2 separate regions of the Rattus norvegicus genome follow, and region 2 is linked to region 1. A link is a contact called in public Hi-C data. All regions are on one chromosome and are shown on one strand. The core of a region is the stretch at or near the end of the contact, and the rest is flanking DNA. Distances in the headings are between cores, read along the strand shown.

Region 1 (3,573 bases), core at 326-2,825:
GACCCACAGTCACAGGGCCTTGTTCGCTCTCTAGGGAAAGGGGAACACACGGGGATTGAAGCTCAAGGCTGTCAAGTCTCTGAAGTGTTTGAACTTCTTTTTGTCATTTGTGGTATCTCTTGAGACTGGTTTAAATTTTTTTTAAGTTATCTTTAGGATTATTATCAGGAACAAGGTGAAAATTCTTCCAAATTTAATTTGGGATAGAATCTTTTTGTCTGCTATAAATTGTTACTTTCTTCTTGGAAGGAATTTGTTCTTTTGACAAACCTACATTTCTGGGAAAATTAATTTCCTTCCCGCCCAGTTAACAGTCAAGAAAGTAGCAACCTTTAAATGGCATTTACTTCCTTTTTATCCACATTTTACCCTATCTGCACACGTTTCTATTTAGAGAAAACTCAAGAGTTGGCTTTTCTCTTGCAGCGATTATAATTAAGCTTTGCCACAGCCTGTAACTCAATGCCAGATTTGATGCTGTTTTTACCTAAGGAAGAGTCCCCAAGGACAACGTGATGGTGGCTTCGAGAATAAAAGAGAAACATTCTACCTCCACTGTTTGGAGGAAGAGAAGAGCCTCATGGGAAAGGGCCCTCAGAAGCTGGTTGGTGAATGAGAATGACTACATCCCTTTGGCAGGCCTGGTTATGAGGTCAGTTGCTGAGCTGGGCAGGTTGTTGGATGTTGAATTTGAGGACTGAACACAAAGAATGAAAGCTGAATGAAACGTATTGAAGTTTGGTTTTGCTTGCTTCTCTATTCATCAGATTATCAGCTTACTGATATTCAGAAAACATCACCTTTAATGGCTTAAAAGATGCCATTTAAATCTTTTTTTACCCTCCCACTTCAGTAGGCTGGGACAAATCACTATGGCATTCACTTATAGATAATTCACTTACAAACTTGACAATATAAGATCAAACAAGATTTTTATATAACACTAATTTGTCTAATTAATCTTCATCCCACCTATATTACCTTCTGTAATCTCTATGGGTCCCTCCTTTCTTGAGACCCACTTCCTTCGTGAAGCCTTCTGAACCATCCTTTCTCTGTCCTCCACAATCCATGACCGGTCCCATTTATGTATGTGCTTTTACTAAAATTCCAGGTGACCGCCTTGCTTTTATTTCTGGAAGGTTCTGATGCACCCCGGAAGCGGTGTCTTAGTTAATCACACCGCGCAGCTAGGGGCCTCGGGTACACAAGACCACTCGGGTCCATCGCACCGAGACCATTGCGGGCTCGGAGAAGCGCCGTCACGGTGGCGGAGCCCTAGGCCGTGCTCGCCCGCCTGCCGACCGCTACGGGCTGCGCCGTTCCTCCGAGCTTTCCGCGAGCTCCTGGGGAACCCTGCAGGGCCCGCGGCTAGTCGGTCTCCCCGGCTGGGCCGAAGGGAAGACGAGGGTGCCGCCCGTGTCCTCGGGTCCCCGAGCGGGCTTCGCGGGGCCGCCGCTGCCGCTGTCGCCGAGTGAACAACCGCCACGAAGTGACTGCCACGTCAGGCCGACTTCACAGACCCGGCGCCGGCGGTGACGCAGCGGCGCGTCGGCCCGGACGTCAGCCCCGCAGGCCGTCCGCAGCCCGGCGCCCCGTTCGGCGACGCCCCGGCGCCCGGCCGGCCCTCAGGGAGGCGGACCCCGCGGCCCGCACCTCGCCCGCGGTCGGGCTGGACTGGGCGGTGTCAGCGGAGGCCCTCGTCAGGCGCGTCCGCCGCGCGACACCCGGGCAGCTGCGGCGCCGACGAGAGCGGCAGCGGGGAGGTCCGCCATGGAGACCCGCTATAACCTGAAGAGCCCGGGTGAGCCGGGTTGGGGCGGCGGGAGGGGACCCGGGACTCAGGGCGCCGCGCCTCGGCCGGCTCGTGTCCGCCGGTCCTCGCGCTGCTCCGGGCTCGCGCTTTACGCGAGGCCGCGGCCGGTCTGGGGGTGCAGGCCGCAGGGCGGGTGGCCGCTACGGATCCTCAGATCTGCTGACGCCCCTTGGCTCCTGGCCTCTTCTTCCCAGTCTCTGCGGAGTGAAGCTGGAGACAGCCAAGCCAAGGGCAGGTGTAAAGGCGATGTCGGCCGGTACTACTAAACATCCCTTGCCGGACCGCGTCCCTCATATCCCTTCCGCCTGTGCTGACGAACTTTTGTTAGGTGTTTGACTCAAATTTGAGGAAATCTGTGGTTGAAATAGCCCATTTCAGTATTTGGGGGAGGATTTATAGACATAAATGTCCTGTAGCTAAACTAGTTGAGCTGTGTACTTGAGAATTAACCACGATTTGGGGGTGGATTGCTAATGTGAATTTCTTCAGTTAATGCCCCCAGACAATCCTGGCCTCCAGTTATTTTCTGATGCATTAAGAACAATGCAAAAATTATTATCAGTTGTCTAATCTATTAAGGCAGGCGTAACACAGATTACTGGAGCCTGTAAATGTCCTTTGATAATTTGTCAGGGAAAAGTAAAACCTCCCTGTTAACTCTGAATAACAAGCCTCAGGGTATTGATGATCCTTGAACTAGAACTCTCGCCACTGATTTTCTTTCCCACACTGCTTCTTCGTTTGGACTTTAAGTCTAATATCCTTATGGGAAAGAGTTGGTATTGTGAATCTCTCTCATTTAGTCCATAGGTGACTAGATGTAGAATTAGTCGTTTTTAGCGATTTTGTTTAACGTTTGGCCAAGCCTGTGCAAGAGTTACATGGCTGAATTTTAATGGGCCATATTCTTTGTCTTCAGCCCATCACTTAAAACCTGAAGAATTAAAAAAGGTTAGAAAAAGTAGAAATGCCTAAATTTTACTATTTTGAGGCCAGAATGATTAAATTAGTTGGACTTTTGTTGTTGTTTTATTTTTTGAGATGGTTTCTCTATGTAGCTCTGGCTGTCCTGGAATTTACTCTGCAGACCAGGCTGGCCTCAAATTCCAAGATACTCCTGCCACTGCCTTCCAAGAACTGTCGTTAAAGGTGTTTGCCACCTGGCTTAATTAGTTGGACTTTAAATTGTACAGTACTTCCTTAGTCACAGGGTTGCTCCAGATCTGCAGAGGTACTTAGGCAAATGTCCAGAGAATAATGCAGTGTGAAATGTTGTCAGGGAGTTGCTCACTCTTTTTTAAAATATTTATTTATTATATATAAGTACACTATAGTTGTCTTTAGACACATCAAAAGAGGGCATCAGATCTCATTACAGATGGTTGTGAGCCACCATGTGGTTGCTGGCGTTTGAACTCAGGACCTCTGGAAGAGCAGTCAGGGCTCTTAACCTCTGAGCCATCTCTCCAGCCTTCATTCTTTTTTTAAATTACTCCCTTTTATCTTTCTATCTTTTTATTTATGTGCATTGGACTTTTGCTTGCATGTATGTCTGTGTGAGGATGACAGATCCCCTGGACTGGGATTACAGAGAGCTGTGAGCTGCCATCTGGGTCAGTTTACAGGGTCCCCTGGAAGAGCAGGCAGTGCTCTTAACCTCTGAGCCATCACTTCAGCCCCAAATTGCTCCTTCTTGATAGGTTATCGTACCCGAGATTATGGTAAAATTTAAGCAACTTTAGAAATTTAATACATTC
Region 2 (3,449 bases), core at 868-3,367, 230 kb after region 1:
GCTTTTCTGTCTGCTTATCTTTGGTTGTTCACACAAGTGTATACCATGCACAAGCTGGCTATGGGGAGGGGAAATTTTCTCCGATTTTCCCATCTTTGATTTTAAAACCTACAAAGAACACAAAAGTGAACAGTTTAAGATAAAAATTATCTTTAGATCTATTTTGCCAAGTTGTTCTTAAGTTCCTCTAGAATTGAATCCAGTTTTAACTAAATACTTACGTGCAGGCTGTGCTTGCTACTGGATGTCCAAATGGCATGCCTCTTAGTTGCTATTGAAATTGATGCTCTTAATTACAGCATACACTAAACTTATATACAGTAAGAAATCGCTTTAAAAACTCTAACCAACCCCATGTTTTCTAACTGTAAACAACGGAAAGGAGCAAGTGTCCTCTATAGGTTAGAAAAAACCGTTTTCGACTGCCTTTGAGATTCAACAACCTCATGGACAATCTTCTAAACTCAACCAAAAGGCCTGTAAAGGCAGACGCAGAAAGGTAAATTCTAGGCCAGCCTGGGCTACTTGGTTAATCTTATAAACTCAGCCCCACTCCTAACAAACAGACCAAAAACTTTTGCACCCTAGTAACTTTCCTAGCCAAAAGTATAATCTACAGAATTTGCACCAGATGGAAACTCTACCCTTAGATCACTCCCCCTAACGCTTGCACAAAAACTGAAGGCAAGTACAAGGTCACACAAATCCACACCCTAACGGTAGCCTTTAAAAAACAATGTTCTCCGATGCACAGTGAGTTCCAAGGTAATGCAAACGCCTGTCTGAAAAACTAAAAAAACCACCTCAGGATCTAAATTTTTATTCCTCTCCATTGGCATACCTTGATCAAGTACAATTTCAGTACAATGGCTGCTTTTTGTGTCATTATCAACAAAGAATCCCTCAAATTGTATGTTACGATGTTTTGTTTTGTTTTGTTTTTGGTAAGAAAACTCTCAAACCTTTAAGCCCCGACAAAATTTTATCCGTATCAGTTAACTGCAATGTCCATTTTATAACTTCTAAAACTCAATTCTGGGCACTGCTTAGAAGCCCCTCCAGCGAGGAAAGCTCGTGCCGGCCTGCACCGCTCACAGCACAAGGACTGTGAAACACTAGTGTCGGGCATCAGACTGAGACTCTTGCCAACTTCCAAATCCCGGGTCAGACTCAGTGGGTCAGGCCGTGAGTGGGTCGGGTCGGGTGCCCTACTGGGCAAGGCGCCTGCGCCTCCGCCCCCACCCAGCACCGCCTTCATGAGAGCCCCAGAGCGCCGCACGTAGCGGGCTGACGTCAGCCCTCCGCAGGTCTCAGAGCCCCGAACGCCGAAACCCCCTGGATCGCCGCCAACCTTCTAAATGCAGGCTGTTGCTGGGCCACAGCCGCTGCTCCCATTGGCTGGCTCCGGAGCCAGAGGGCGGAGCCAGCGCAGCAGTCCAGCCCCTCCCCCTCCCTGCTTCCGCCCCACGACTCCAGCGAGCGTCACGGAAACTTCCCTCCCGAGTAAACAGCCGCCCCGCCCCCACCGGCCCTACCTCCTTCGCGAGTGGGGGCTGTCTGTATAGCAGGGCAGTGGCCCCTGGACCCCGCTCCTCCTGCGCTGCGATCGGCCCCGGCACCGGGCTGCGGCCACCCTCCAGGCTCGGCCGGTGCTGCTGAAACTGGTGGAAGCGGCTTGGGAGCTGCCCGGCCGGGCTGGCCCGCACCTTTTTCTTCCGCCGCTTCTTGGGCGCTGCCCGTGGGGCAGCGGCCGGGACCAAGCTGCAGCTGGACGGTGCAGCGGTGCGAGGCGCGGGCGCCAGGCACGGCCCGTCCCCTCCGAGGAAGTGCGGCAGGAAGAGGGTGGGTGGCAGAGCGCGCGGGTCCGGAAGGCGCGGCAAGGGCGGCGGGGCCGGGCTCACCATCGGGAGGGCCCCGAGGAACCCAAGCGGCGCTAGGCGGCCGCCCAGAGCGAGATCTCGCTGTGGAACGGAGACGACAGTCATGGCGCGGGGCTCGGCAGACGACGGGGAGCAGGCGTCACGGGGCGGCGGCGGAGGCTGCTGCTGGAAGGTTCGGGGCAAGGACCATGACTCGGGCGAGGCGGCGCAGCAACAAATAGCGCTGGCCACCGCGGCTAGTGTTGTTACCCGAGGCCCCGCCCCGCACCCGTCCACCTCTCTGTGGCGGTCCAATCCGAATGCGCCTGCCAGGCCACTCCCTCGATCCCGCCTCCGCGCCCGGAGGCAAGACACAAACAAGCAGCCTGCTGCAGCCCCTCACAAAGAACGCACGTTGCGCAGGCGCGTCCAACGGGCTCTTCGAGAGAGTGTCCCGTGAACAATGAAGTTCGACTTTGGCCTCACCTCCCTTGCATCAATCCTTTGGGGTGGCCTCGGGGTGGGGCGAGTGAGGAGGGAGGAGAGAGGCGGTGGAGGAACTAGGAAGCTGCTGACCTCAAGAAAGGATTGCTTTGTAGTTTTTCAGTTTCAGCTCAACATATTATTTAAGAGATTTCGGAGAAAACTAAGGATTTATTTCATAGCGCTGGTGAAGATCTGCCTCCATTTAACCTACATTGAAGTGTGGCTATGTGATTTCTCGTTCAGTTTTCTGATGCTGCCAGTTAACCCTGGTGGTGAAAATTAAAAAAGGTTTATTGATGGATTCCTCAGTTTACCAAAAGTGCTCTATAATCCCGAAAATGGGCCTTAAAATTCTTACTGCTTTTATAGTTAAAGATCTGGGAGGCCCTTAAGATCTCACATTGCCCCTGATACTTGATGCTACTGCAAGCCAATTGGCCTTTGTACTTAGAAAACCAGCTCTGCTACAGTTTGCTAGCTAACTGGGTTAACAGAACTCTCTCCTCACAGTTTAATACAGAAAAGAACTAAATAAGTTACCAAATAAGTATGACCTCAGAACTAATTCTGTAATTCATCTTGTTTGAAACATAGTTCTTTAATGATTAGGGTTTTATTTCATTTCTTTCTTTCTTTTTTTTTTTTCCCTTGGAGATGGTGTTTCTCTTTGTGTAGCCCAGGCTGTCCTCTCTTTACTCAATCTGTAGACTGGGCTGGCCTTGAACACAGAGATCCACCTGCCTCTGCCTCCCTAGTGCTGGGATTAAATGCTCGTGCCGCCACTGTCCAGGAATTTCTTTTTTTAACATTTTACAGTAATCAAGGCATTCAGAAACTAAAGAATCACACACAAATCATTAGAAAATTAGCAGAAGAATCTGAACTCCAGTCTAGGTATGGCAAGATCAAGACTTGTAACACTAGCTCCTGGAGAGGCTGAGTTGGAGTACGGGAAGCTTAATGAGACTCTGTCTGAAAATAATAAAAAGAGCGGGGCATCTAGATGGATCAGGGAGTAATTAAAGTACTTGCAACATAAACCTGGCAGTCTGAGTCCCATCCCTATAAGTCACCTAAAAGAGAACCAAAACCACAAGTTACCCT

Evidence for each region. Hi-C and Micro-C count contacts between places; a contact is called where the count stands out from the background.
Region 2: a contact with region 1 is called in a Hi-C map of liver, with 2.6 times the contacts expected there. The contact joins the promoter of Pnrc1 here to the promoter of Ube2j1 in region 1. A contact is called at or near these places in 3 of 12 Hi-C or Micro-C datasets (frontal cortex, liver and mammary epithelial cells) and 1 of 1 datasets of contacts at active chromatin or transcription factors (oligodendrocytes).

Annotation. Positions count from the first base shown.
Region 1 is chr5:52,217,232-52,220,804 of GRCr8, forward strand. Ube2j1 (ubiquitin-conjugating enzyme E2, J1) reads left to right here and starts at 1,576. Exons shown (of 8, transcript NM_001106642.2): 1 at 1,576-1,804. The coding sequence starts at 1,774. LOC108350947 (a long non-coding RNA gene) reads right to left here and starts at 1,122. Exons shown (of 2, transcript XR_001837925.3): 1 at 982-1,122.
Region 2 is chr5:52,444,374-52,447,822 of GRCr8, forward strand. Pnrc1 (proline-rich nuclear receptor coactivator 1) reads right to left here and starts at 2,118. Exons shown (of 2, transcript NM_173322.2): 1 at 1,536-2,118; 2 at 1-108. The coding sequence starts at 1,985.